Linked DNA regions of Bos taurus: region 2 is linked to region 1. The links are chromatin contacts, called in public Hi-C maps. All regions are on one chromosome and are shown on one strand. The core of a region is the stretch at or near the end of the contact, and the rest is flanking DNA. Distances in the headings are between cores, read along the strand shown.

Region 1 (6,908 bases), core at 2,893-5,392:
TTTCTTTGGGATTGGAATGAAAACTGACCTTTTGCAGTCCTGTGGCCACTGCTGAGTTTTCCAAATCTGCTGGCATATTGAGTGCAGCACTTTCACAGCATCATCTTCTATGATTTGAAATAGCTCAACTGGAATTCCATCACCTCCACTAGCTTTGTTCATAGTGATGCTTCCTAAGGCCCGCTTGACTTCACATTCCAAGATGTCTGGCTCTAGGTGAGTCATCACACTATTGTGATTATCTGGGTCATGAAGATCTTTTTTGTGTAATTCTTTTGTTTATTCTTGCCACCTCTTCTAAATATCTTCTTCTTCTCTTAGGTCCATATTGTTTCTGTCCTTTATTGTGCCCATCTTTGCATGAACTATTCCCTTGGTATCTCTAATTTTCTTGAAGAGGTCTCTAGTCTTTCCCATTCTATTGTCTTCCTCTATTCCTTTGCACTGATCACTGAGAAAGGCTTTCTTATCTGGGCATGGCAACCCACTCCAGTATTCTCGCCTGGAGAATCCCATGGACAGAGGATCCTGGTGGGCTACAGTCCATGGGGTTGCAAAGAATAGGAAACAAGTGGAGTGACTTTTCACAGCACAGCATTGTGTTGTGGTGAGCAGAATACTGTCCCCCTCAAAGATGTCTGTGTCCTAAGCTCTGGAACCTATAAATACGTTAGGCTACATGACAAAGGACGATTAGGGTAGAAGGTGAAATGCAGGAAATTAAAATGAAGGATGCTAAGCAGCTGACCTTAAAATAGGGAGATTTTCCTGGACAGCTGAGTGCATCCAACATGGTCTCAGGTCCCAGCTGTGGGTGAGGACACGAGAGACCAGAAGTGTGGGAAAAGAACTTGACAGCAACTTGCTGTTGCTACTCTGAAGGAGTGAGGACATGATCACAGGGATGCAAATGACCAGCAGCTGGAAAGGCTCCCCTGCAGCCTCCAGACAGAACCACCACACTGACTCCTTGCTCTGAGCCCCAAGAGACCCATGTCAACCTTCTGAACTATTGAAGTGTGAGATAACAGAAGAATGTTGTCTGAAGTCACCAGGTTTGTGATGATTTTCTACAGCCACAGTAGGAAACTAACGTGTGTATGTTAGTCGCTCAGGTGTGTCCGACTCTTTGCAATCCCATGGGCTGTAATCTGCCAGGCTCCCCTGTCTATGGCATTCTCCAGGCAAGAATACTGGAGTAGGTTGCCATTCCCTTCTCCAGGGGATCTTCCCAACCCAGGGATTGAACCTGGGTGTCGAGCATTGCAGGCAAATTCTTTACCATCTAAGCCACCAGGGAAGCCCTAGAAAACTAATACAATTGCAGAAAAATTAGGAAAGGTATTATATTGCATGAAAATTGAACCATATTACATGGACTGAATTGTAACCTTTTTTTTTTTTTCATATAACAGCACACAGAAAATGTTCTTCTTTGACAATCATATACACACTTCTACAAACAACACAGTCTCAGTACATGGAGTACATGTGTTAAAATGTATTTGTTCCACCCCTATTGTTATGGTTGTTTGTTTCAGAGGTTAACCGTCTGTGTGCACACCCTTGATTAGCATCTCAAGACAAATCCCTAGAACTTCAACTGCTTTGACAAAGAATGAGAACTTTCTTTTTAAATGTGTGGCTTTGGATTTCCAGCATCATTGCTATGACACACCACCCCTCCTTTGGCCCCAGATCCTTGCTGACACAGGGCATTGACCATATATCTTCTTGATCGTTTCTTCTGAGAGGTACTCCCTCCACCTCCTTCCTTTACTGCCAGACACTTTCTCTCGGGGATCACATCGCCAGAGGCTGTGACTGGGTGAGCTGGATGCATGGCTCTCTGGACTACAGGTAGCAGCCCAAGGGTAGGACAGACATTCTTCCAAGGTTTAAAGACCATAAAGTTCCATTGATCTGCTCCACTTAATTTTTGAGGTACTTTGTCCTTTCTATTCCTCTTAAAACTTTATTTTTCTTTCAAGAAAATTTGGGACCTAGACCAGTCACTGGCAACCTTTCAAACTACTTTGAAATTGTCAAAATCCTTTGATTCTTCCATGTGATTTTAGCTGGAAGAAAGACTGTTAAGAATTGTCATGCAGTGTCCAAAACACACATATATTCACCATGGTCTTTCTTAGTGTCACTCGCTAGAAGCCAGGCATGCACAGAGCACCCTTTACTGTCCATAGGAACCTGGAGCCTCTGGTTGGCAAATGGACTGATGCTCCCTCCGAAAAAGTCTGTGCATAGAGGGGAGGTGTGTGGGCTTCCAACCCAGCTCAGCCTGGGAAAATGGCTAGTGGTGAGTCTAGCTTCTCCAACTCAGCACACACAGGCTAAATTAACTCATGGTTAATGAGATCGTTCCATCAAAACAGTTCATCAAACAGAAACTGGCTGGGCAGATTCCCAGAGCCTCCAACACTGTCCAAGACTGACCATCACCTGAGCGCTCTTGGGTGGCCTGAGGGAGCCAGCCTGGAGGTTCTTAGAGCCCAGCAGCCCTCTGGCATTCGCCCAGCCCAGCCTCTTTTTCTCCATCCCTTTCACCACCAAGTATCTCCCTAGTCTAACTTTTTCTCCTCTGATATCCCACCTTCTCCATCCCAGGAAAAACTGCTCATCATCTCAGCAGTGTAGGTGTGTGTCTGTGGTTTGTGTGGGAGAGGGGGAGGTGTGGATTGTGTGCCCACGTGACCACGGTGAAGGCTCAGAAGGGTGTGCGGTCCCGAGAGCCTCGGGCCTAGACTGAGTGTGGGTATCACCAGCACAATTCTCCACAAGAAGAAGTGCTGTTTCCAGCTTCATTTTATTTCTCAAATTCAAGCCAGTCCTTTCCAGGATAAACAAGGGCTCCACCTGCCCTCGACTTCTCTAGGTTTTACCCACCCTGTTTAGTATGGGGGGAGCCTCATTTCACAGACAATAATATTGTACCAAATCCCCACAAGTCCAGCGCACATTGCCCACCAGGCAAGACAGCACCAGGTGCTTTGTGAAGAAGGTGAGTGCTTGGCCATCTCCTCAAAGTCCAGTGCTGGGGCCATCACTACCCAAGTCACGACAGGCATCGGACCGCCACCCCGGACCTCATGGCTACCCCATCTCCAAGCCGAGTGCCTTCACCGCACCAAGGGGAAAACTGCTCCCAGCATCAGGCTTCAGGGGGTCTGGCTGATCTTGAAATCCTGCAATAAGCCCCTCCAGGGGCACAGAGCTGGTCCCTCAGGCCCAGTTTTCCAGATGGGCAACCTGTCTCCAGCTTCAAGTGGGGAGGAGGACTCATCAGCTTGAGAGTCTCTAGAACAACAGATGGTAATTTGTTGACACTGAGAGATTTAAGGGGACTCAATTGCAGTCCTACTGAAAAAGCTTTCTCTAAAATAAGAAAGCACACAGATTCCTCAACGCACAGAAATTGCTGACAGCTTTGTTTTCAACCCAGAAGGAGTAAAAAGAAGCTGACAACTTATTTTTGCAGGTTAGGCTCATTCAAGTCTATTTTTAGATCTTTTTCCTAAGTAAGTGCACCAGAATAGCATTCAGTTTGAAAAATCACCATCTGTTCCCGAGCAGTAAGCCCTGTCTGGAGGGTTCTGGGGTAGGCATGCCCGGCTGATCAGAGCCGCTGTCCCTGCAGACTAGAACAAAGGGTATTTTGTGTCCCCAGAGTGGTGCGGAGAGAATACCCTGCAAGAGTCACTGCCGTTGTAAACGTCCATCAAACAACCCCTAATCTATCTTATTTATAAATTGAGCACCACAAAAAATGCCCTCGTCTTTTAAAAAGAAGTTCAAATATTCCCTTGTATTTAAATAGATTTCTTATAAAAAGATCATTCAACCTTATCTCGGCTGTTAAGATAAAAATTAACCTACGGAAAAAGCCAACGCAGGATGCTATAAAAGGCCCCTTCCCCGCCTAGATTTCCGGCTTATGAGAGCCGCTCCCTCCTACCCTGGCCAAGTTCTTTCCCAAAGCCCCACTCAGGAGTGACTCACGCTTTTCTGTGAAAACGCAGTTGGTGCATGAAATAACATCACGACAGTGGGAATCTGACATATGAGTAACAGGCTCTGAGCACCTCCTGGAACTAGCGTCGGCATGTGGCACCCGGGGAGGGCCAGGGTGACGGCAGGCGGTCCCTAGGCCTGCAGACCTGACCAAGCTGGCTGGGCTCTGGCTATTTTTAGCCTCCAGTGGACTTAGTTCCCGCCACCCTTTGGAATAACCTAGCTCTACATGCCATTTTTCTCCTACAAGCCCGAAAAAGCCTGCAAGGAAGGCTGTAGATTTAGTTCGTCAGTACAGCATGGAAGGTCTGACAACCAAGATGAGAAGCCCCTCCCAGCGAGCACAGGGAAGGGCGGGTTCGGGGACCCCATGGCCACCACACAGTGCCTGTTGCTGTTTCTCAGCACAGGGTGGGCTGGGGGTGTGTGTCTCTCTGCATAGAGACCCCCAAGACCCCAAGATCCGCTCATTATTTTTGGCCTCTCTGAACATTTTCCAAAATCATTATCAAAAGGAACTCATGCTTGCTCACATACACTCCCTTTCTCTCCGTCTCTCTCTCTCTCTCTCTCCTCCTCCCTGTCTCTTTCCCCTCTCTCTATATATACACAGAGTCCTTCTTGGGGAAGTCACTACTGAAAAATCCTATGTGCAGTAGTTATGACATAGGATTTTGTAACTCACAGTGAAGTTCAACGGAAACTCAAGCACAAGCCACCTCTTATCTACGCCTTGTTCCAGGAAGCAGCCCTGTCCTTGTTACCACCCTCTCCAGAGCCATCAGCACGTAGGCAGCATTGGACAGCCCAGAACTGCTTCCTGTACCTTTGCACCAGCTCTGGGATGACTCCAGAGTCAATGTTTACCCACCCTAGTGGCTTTCAATGAAGCCAGAGTGTGGGAAGTCACGGGGACAGGGACCTCTCCCAAGCTTGATGGTGGGCAAATGCGACCCTTTAGCAATGAACCTAGAACTACAGGCTCCCCTGCTGAAGTGGGAAGAAAGGGCCATCAGGGTAGGACTGTAGCCTGAATTCACACAGCTCAAGTCCCATCTCCATTAAAACACTTGCCTTCCACTGCTGTCCCCCAAAGCCAAGTGCACCAAGTTATTGTACAATCTGCTCTTCGAAGAGGAGGGGCTTGGGGCTTTGGAGAAGAGTATATAGGCAGAGGGGTGATGGCTGGATTCCTGCTTCACCACCTTTTCCCCTCTCTTATTTTTCTCATGAGCACATGTGGCTGCCCTGTAGGCTAACTAATCTTATATCCTTTCTAAGTGTCTCATCACACATGCAGGCATTGTGTAAGATGTTCAGGCAATAGAAAACCAAGCATTCTCTTCTTTAGAAGTTTTATTTAGGGAATAGGACATGCTATTTACTTATTTCTCTCTTTCTTTTTCTCTCTCTTTTTTAAAGTATAGTTGATTTAGAACTTCCCTGGTGGCTCAGTGGTAAAGAACCCGCCTGCCAATGCAGGAGACATAAGAGCTGCAGGTTCAGTCTCTGGATCAGGAGGATCCCCTGGAGAAGGAAATGGCAACCCACTCCAGTATTCTTGCCTGGAGAATCCCAGGGACGGGGAGCCTGCTGGGCTGCCGTCTATGGGGTCGCACAGAGTCGGACACGACTGAAGTGACTTAGCAGCAGCAGCCAGTATTCTTGCCTGAGAAATCCCATGGACAGAGGAGCCTGGAGGGCTATGGTCCACGGAGCCGCAAAGAGTTGGACACAATTTAGTGACTGAGCACACACGTAGTTGATTTACAGCATGTTAGCTCCAGATGTAAAGTGATTCAGTTACATACATATTTCTATTCTTTTTCAAATTCCTTTCCCTTATAGGTTATTACAAAACATTGAGCACAGTTCCCAGTGCTGTACAGAATATATAGTAGTGTGTATTTGCCAGGATGTGTTATTTAGGAAAAGTCCACTGGTGTTGCCTAGTCATCTTGCAGAAGAAAACTGTAGAATTGCTCCAGACACAATAAAAAACCAGGGCACCTGTGTTTCTGAGTGTGGACATCATCGTATTTTGAGGAGCCCTATCTGAAAGTGACTGGACATTTATCAATCTTAGAAAATGAATAAAATGACAGATAACAAACATAGACTGAGTGATGACTTAATATGAACCAACCTAAGATGAACCAGCACTTTAGTAAACACAGCAGCTCTTACAACACTGGGGAAGCATGGGCATACCTGTGCCAAGCTTGCTTACCCGGTTAGTGGCAACATGGATTTGTAGACCGTTACAATAACCACGTGGTTTCCTGAGTGTTCAACCATAGTGCAAGTGCAGAGGTGAACAAGAAAATGCATTAATAACTGAAGATATAGGCACATGGGCCTGCCCAGTGATATTCCACGTGTATATCTGCTGTCAAAACCAAGTGTGGTGGGGGTCTCCTGCATTGTACCCCCAACTCCAAGAATGGAGTCCTAATGAAGGCTCTCGATTACAGCACCTCGCCCTTGTCCCAGTCCTTCCCAAAATATAGAGGTAAGATCACTCTCCACTTTGGTTGAAAGACTGGGAAGACATGACCTGGGACCACCAGGGACATGTCCTGTTCTGTGCGCAGGGGAGAAGGAGAGCCAAGAAAAGATGCAGACAACACGCCGAGCTGTCCCGGAAGCTGGCTGGTCAGAGAATTCTTTCCCTGCCTAGTTTAGTTCAAGTTAGGTTTGTGTTTCTTGCTACCAAAAGAATTCCTGCATGGCCCTTGGTGACTTATCCTGACCATGCCCCCTCCATCACGTGACCCCTTTCCCTGACAGTGGATAGTGTCTCTTACATAGCTGGCTAATTTAGTTCCTCACTGATAGGGCCACACACTGGAGCACACTAGTAACCCCATCACCCTCTCCCA
Region 2 (6,908 bases), core at 3,163-5,662, 150 kb before region 1:
AATGTTCCTAGCAGTATCTCTGATAATAATGAGAAGTATGAAAATACCCAAATGTCCACCATTAGTATTATGAAAACAAATTTTGGTGTTATCACATAACAGAAGCCTACAATCATGAAGTAATCCACAGCTATATGTATCAATATGAATAAGTTTCATAATGTAATATGAATAAACAACATAATGTAAGCAAGAGCAGTCACATAGAATATACATGGTATGATTACATTAGCATAAAGTCCAAGAACAGAAAAAAGCCCAGGGAAAATAACCAACACTTTGTTAATTTAGTGTCTATGTATGTGTATATGTGAGTATGTATGTGTGTGCAGTAAAAGAATAAAGCCATGGATATGAAACAAGTTCAGATTAATGTTTACTTTGCATAAGGAAGAGAAAAAATAAGAGAGGGGTAAAGAAGAGGGATTTCCGTGTATCTTATCTATAATTTTATTTTAAAAAATAAAATCTAAGCAAATGTAAGAACATGTTATGCATTAAACACGGGTGACAAGTTTATAGGATTTTTATTTTATTATATGAAATTTTTTCCATGTTTGAAACATTCCCTAATTTTAAAAATAATGCATATAAGCATACATAATATATAAAGAATTCACAGAAACTATTAATAAGAAAACAACCGCAAAAAAATGGGCAACAGATGTGAATAGATACTTGACTAAAGAAGACGTATGGATGACAAGTGAGCGCATAAAAAGCTCAACATCTGAGCAGTTATTAAGGAAATGGAAATTAAAACAACAATGAGACACAACACTCACTAGTAGAGAGGATAAAATTTAAAAGGCTATATCAAGTCTTGTCAAGGACATGGAGCAAGTGGAATTCTTACATTGCCAGTGTTAATGTGCAATGAAACAATCTTTTAGGAGGTCATGTAGGTAGTTTCATAAAAATTAAACATATAACCTATATATACATGTAAATTATATAACCCAGCCATTCCATTCCTAGGCATTTACCCAAGACAAAAGAAAATATCTTCATAGGAAGACTCAATCACAAATGAGCATAGCTGCTTTATTTGTAATAACCACAAATTGGGAACAAGTATCAACAGCAGGTAAGTGGACAAACACTGATATATGTATACAATAGAATATTATTCAAAAATAAAAAAGAAAGCATTAGAGGCTACAACAAAGGTCACTTTCAGAACAATTATGCTGAGTAAAAAAAAAAGCCAAGTAAAAGAATATATTCGTCTCCATTCCTCAGACAGCATATTAAAAAGCAGAGACATTACTTTGCCAACGAAGGTCTGTCTAGTCAAAGCTATGGTTTTTCCACTTATGGATGTGAGAGTTGGACTGTAAAGAAAGCTGAGCGCCGAAGAATTGATGCTTTTGAACTGTGGTGTTGGAGAAGACTCTTGAGAGTCCTTTGGACTGCAAGGAGATCCAACCAGTCCATCCTAAAGAAGATCAGTCCTGGGTATTCATTGGAAGAACTGCTGTTGAAGCTGAAACTCCAATACTTTGGCCACCTGATGTGAAGAGCTGATTCATTTGAAAAGACCCTGATGCTGGGAAAGATTGAGGGCAGGAGGAGAAAGGGACGACAGAGGATGAGATGGTTGGATGGCATCACTGACTCAATGGACATGGGTTTGGGTAGATTCCAGCAGTTGTTACTGGACAGGGAGGCCTGGCGTGCTGCGATTCATGGGGTCGCAAAGAGTCAGACATGACTGAGTGACTGAACTGAACTGAATTCCTCAGAAAAGAAATTTTCCTCCAATTAAAAAATACATTTAAAAAAAATGTATGGCATGTGATTCCATGTATTTTAGAAAATGTAAATTAATGTATAGCAACGAAAAATAGACCAGTGATTACCAGGGGATAGGAGTGGTGGGGAGAGGAGGGACGGATTGGAAGAGAGCATGAGGAAACTTCGGGGGTGACTCGTATGCTTATTACCTTGGTTGTGGCGATGATTTTACAAGCACGTTCCTATGTCAAAATTTATCAGATTGTGCCCTTTAATGTGTGCTTTATTATACATCAATTTAACCTCAATAAAGCTATTTTAAAAAGTAAATAAAGCCCAGGGAGCAATACTAATTGACTAGCAAGGTAGACAAAGTAAGGAATTCTTATAAAACTGGACAAATGCTCCAAAAAAACAACAGAAAGTTTCAGGAATTTGGTGCACCAGGAATTTTGGAAGATATGAAAGAAAGTCACAGAATTAAAGTGTTTACCAACCACGAGGTCACCATCTCGGTTCCCCTGCTAGGTGACAATACCCTCCCCAACTTACTTTGCCCTGGGCTGCAGCATCCTCCGCTGCTCCTACATTCATATATGCAATGGAATATTAGCCATAAAAAAAAAGAACAAAATAATGCCGTTTGCAGTAACATGGATGGACCTAGAGATTGTCACGCTGAGTAAAGTAAGTCAATCAGAAAAAGACAAATGTCATATGATATCGCTTATATGTGAAATATAAAAAAATGATAAAAATGAACTAATTCACAAAACAGAAATAGAATCACAGATGTAGAAACCAAACTTATGATTACAAGGATGAAAGGAGAGTGGAGAGATTAACTGAGATATTGGGGTTGAAATGCACACACTGTGCTTAGTCGCTCAGTCACCTCCGACTCTGCCACACCACGGACTGTAGTCCGAGGCTCCTCTGTCCGTGGGAACTCTCCAGTCAAGAATACTGAGGTGGGTTGCCATGCCCTCCTCCAGGGGATCTTCCCATCCAGAGACTGAACCCAGGTCTTCTGCATTACAAAAGGATTCTTTACCATCTGAGCCACCAGGGAAGCCCAATGTACACACTATTATATGTAAAATAGGTAACTGATAAGAACCAGTGTATAGCACAGGGCACTCTACTCAATACTCTGTAATGACCTATATAAGAAAAGAATCTGAAGAAGAGTGGATATATGTTTATTTATAACTGATTCACTTTGCTGTACACCTGAAACTAACACAATATTGTGAATCAGCTATGGTCCAATAAAAGTTTTTAATAAATTTAAAATAAATTTTAAAAAGAGAAAGGTGTGGATCCCTATCTACCCACACACTCACAGGCCCCTGCAAGGTATTCCCCACGTGGCACAACCTGCCCCTGAAACAATCAGATCTCTGTAAACTGTCTCTTTAACAAGAATAGACAAGGATTTCCCAAGCACTTCAGGAAATCTTCCAATATGAAAGAGAGAGCCAAAAGAAAGAGAAGTGGGGAGAGGAATGAAGGGAGAGAAGGAGGGAGAAAGATCAAATCAGATAAGCAGAGACAAGACAGAAAACAAAACACAGCCTCAAAAAAAATGTCATTAATATCTTAGGAGAAATAACAGAAGACACTGTGTCCATTAATCAAGAATAGTTGACACAAAAAGGAACAATCAGAGATTAAGAAGGGCTCTTAGGAATTAAAATTATGAGAACTGAAACAAACCTGGAACTTAGGAAAAGGGAATCTGGAGGAAGAGTGTGAAAAATGAGTAGAGCTGGTCTGAACTGGCCAAAAGGGAAGAGAGATGGAGGCCAGGCCACCGGCTAAGAGCTCCAAGCTCTGGAGTATAACATTCAGCCCACTCTCCAGTTTTTTGAGGATTTCATCCATTGCCAACTTGGATGGAGTATAAGAGGGTGCAGTTTATCTGAAGGGCCACCACTTGAGTTGTTCCATTCTGCCCAGCCACAGGGCAGAGGCGGCCTGATCCAGCCTGAAGGTCTGCTCACCTGAGCTGAATGCACGAGTGAAGACACCAGGGGAGTGTGTTCTGCTAAGGGGGCCTTTGTAAAATTCACACGAAGGAGCACAGCAGCTCAGCAGGGTGCCAGAAAAGAGGCCCTTCGTCCCATTAGGCACAGCTACTTTACAGACATCACCTTCTTCAAGTTGCTGCTCAGCCCCAAGGACAGTGCTTGTCCCACAAGAGAGAGTGAACATTTGACCCAGGTGCTACTAGTGGTAAGGAACCCACCTGCCAATGCAGGAGACGTAAGAGACGCAGGTTCGATCCCTGGCTCGGGAAGATCCCCTGGAGGAGGGCTTGGCAACCCACTCCAGTATTCTTGCCTGGAGAATTCCCATAGACAGAGGAGCCTGGAGGGCTACAGTCCATGGCGTCACAAAGAGTCAAACACAACTGAACTGACTTAGCACGCACAGCACATGCTCTAGAAACGTAGCTAGAGCACTGTGCTTTTGAAAGGCGGTCCTACAGAGGGCGCAGCTTCCACTGAGCTTTTGCCACTCCTTATTATTCTCCTGGGCTCCTCTCTGTGCTCTCCCCACCAGCAGAGCCCCTCTCTGATCAGCAGCAGCAGCAGCATCCTATTTGCTTTGTGCTCATCTCCCACAGAGGGACACTTGGGGGCAGTCATTCGACACTGCACACACTTTGTCCTTTGCAAGCCTCCTCCTGCACAGGCTCCTGTTCACTCTGAGAACAGAGCCTTTACTTGGTGACTCTAGGACATGCTGACAACTTGGAGTCTAATCCCCAAACAAGACCACCTGTGATGCTGTTCACACTCAGACACAGTGGTCCAGCCCCACCAGCCTGCAGACCACTCACTCAGGTGGGATGAAAGAGCTAGACAGCCCTGCTCTCAGGACTCATAAATCACAGCCCCTCGGCAAACAGGAAGAAAGAGCAGATTCAGAGACATTTCGTTTTAAGTGGATTTAGAGTAACACACCGACACGCAGCTTTATTTCCTTGTCATTCTGCCTCTCATTCTCTTAATAACCCTGACATTCCTGTGGGAACACTTCATCTCAGTGAAGGAGGTATGTACGGTTTCTCTGTCATAAAATCATCAGCTCTTACACAAATGAAGAGAGGGGCATAAAACAGACTGAAATTACAGCCTGGGTATGTTCTGCCAGAGTCCTCACTGCTGAACTGGACTTTGTCCTTTTCATCTTCATTACCCTCATGCCGGCATTTTAACTGATGGAAACAATACCCCACAGCAGGATTGTGAGGACCTCAGGACCAAAACATTAATAAACAGGCATTATGCTTACGCATGGTAAGTTCCAGAAAGGGAGCCTGGTTAATGAGCAAAAGTTCAAAGGAAGCTGAGTGATGTAAGATGTACGATGATGACTCACATGTGTGGCATTTGAGCCAGACTTTCACAAACAAGGGGATGGCCAGCAGAGTCAGCAGGAGCAGCTAAGAAGTCCATCAGCCCAGCCCCGGTGGGAGTTCTTGGAAACCCCAGCAGAGGGGGAATTGCCACAGAATGAGGACCCAGGGCTTTCTTAAAAACACTATGACCCCCAACTTCTCTGTTACACTCTGCATTGCCCTGCATTCCTGAGTGACATGAAGGTAACTATTCACCACCATTGTGCACCTCTAAGTGATTGCAAGCTGAGGGCTCCCTTCAGAGGGGCAAGCCCAGTTTTGTGAAAGAGAAACCAGCGTCCTACCGAAGCTTGACGTAGCTTTCTTCATTGTTATGATGAAAACATCTTCAGATCCACACCCAAATGACAGCCCAGAAGGAAAGAATGTGTGAGCGTGTCATATGTGTGAGAGTGTATGTGTGTACGTGTGTGTCTGCAGGCACTTAGTCCAATAGACACACACCCACGGACTCCAGCGGGTTACAAAAAGTCCTCTGTACTGAAGAATTTCAGACTGGTGGGATGATTCATTTAGGGGAATTGCTGAAAGTATTAATACATAAGGAAAGGAGTGTGTGCATACATACACGTGCTGTCCAATGCTTACCAACTGGTGTTCCGAGTGGGTGAAGTGCATTGCTTTCAGGTTTCATTGAAAAGGAAATGCAGAAAATTGTATCCACATACAAGAATGCAATCAGACAGAGAATGTTGGAGGAAACACGAGCCAGAGAACCACTGTGATTCAGGAAGCAGATAGATTTACAGGAGTCGGATTTATAGTAGATTTCCTGCTTCCTCTGACCCTTCAATCTGCTGGAGTCTGTGCTCTCCCTGTCAGCGGGGATCCTCCTTCCTTCCTAGGACTCTAGGACTCCTGCAGTGATGGGGCAGGCACCAGCTCCTCTGACTTCCATGGGCTTCTCCTCTGTTAACTGCGTCGATTTGGGCAGATGATGACCAGCTCATGGGCCACCTGCAGGGTTGTGGTGAGCCTGAGATCAGGAACAACCAGGACAATGGAAGACCGGGACGCTCCCCACTTAGGAAGGTCCTGTACCCATAGGACTGGACCAAGCCCACAAGAGCAACCACTGCTGGCACACACACACTCACACTTACTCACATATTCCTACAAACACATATACACCCTCACACCACCGTGTGTGTGTGTGTGTGTGTGTGTGTGTGTGTTCAGTTGCTCTGTCATATTCAGCTCTTTGCAACCTCATGAACTGTAGCCTTCCAGGCTCCTCTGTCCACAGGATTCTCCAGGGAAGAATATGGAGTGGGTTGCCATTTCCTTCTCCAGAGGATCTCTGAGACCCAGGGATCAAACTCACATCTCTTGCATCTCCTGCATTGGCAAGGAGATTCTTTACCACTGAACCACCTGGGAATACACACTCACATACATACAAACACTAATGCTTACGTATATACCCACATGCGCACACACATATACACCCTTTGACCACCACACACATTCACATATGTACATGTTCACATACCTAATTGCACCTCACACATGTTGTTCAGTCGCTAAGTCATGTCAGACTCTTTGAGACCCCATAGACCACAACACACCAGGCTTTCCTGTCCTTCACCATCTCCCAGAGTTTGCCCCAACTCCTATTTATCCAACCATCTCATCCTCTGTAGCACACCCTTCTCCTCCTACCCTCAATCTTTCTCAGCATCAGGGTCTTTTCCAGTGAGTTGGCTCTTTGCATAAGGCAGCCAAAGTATCAGACCTTCAG

What was found. A called contact is a pair of places that touch in the nucleus more often than the background predicts.
Region 2: a Hi-C map of liver shows a contact between it and region 1, with 3 times the contacts expected there. A contact is called at or near these places in 2 of 11 Hi-C or Micro-C datasets (liver and skeletal muscle).

Annotation. Positions count from the first base shown.
Region 1 is chr8:86,701,530-86,708,437 of ARS-UCD2.0, reverse strand. No RefSeq gene overlaps it. Among named protein-coding and RNA genes, the nearest start is that of AUH, 200 kb to the right of the region's middle.
Region 2 is chr8:86,848,310-86,855,217 of ARS-UCD2.0, reverse strand. No RefSeq gene overlaps it. Among named protein-coding and RNA genes, the nearest start is that of SYK, 230 kb to the left of the region's middle.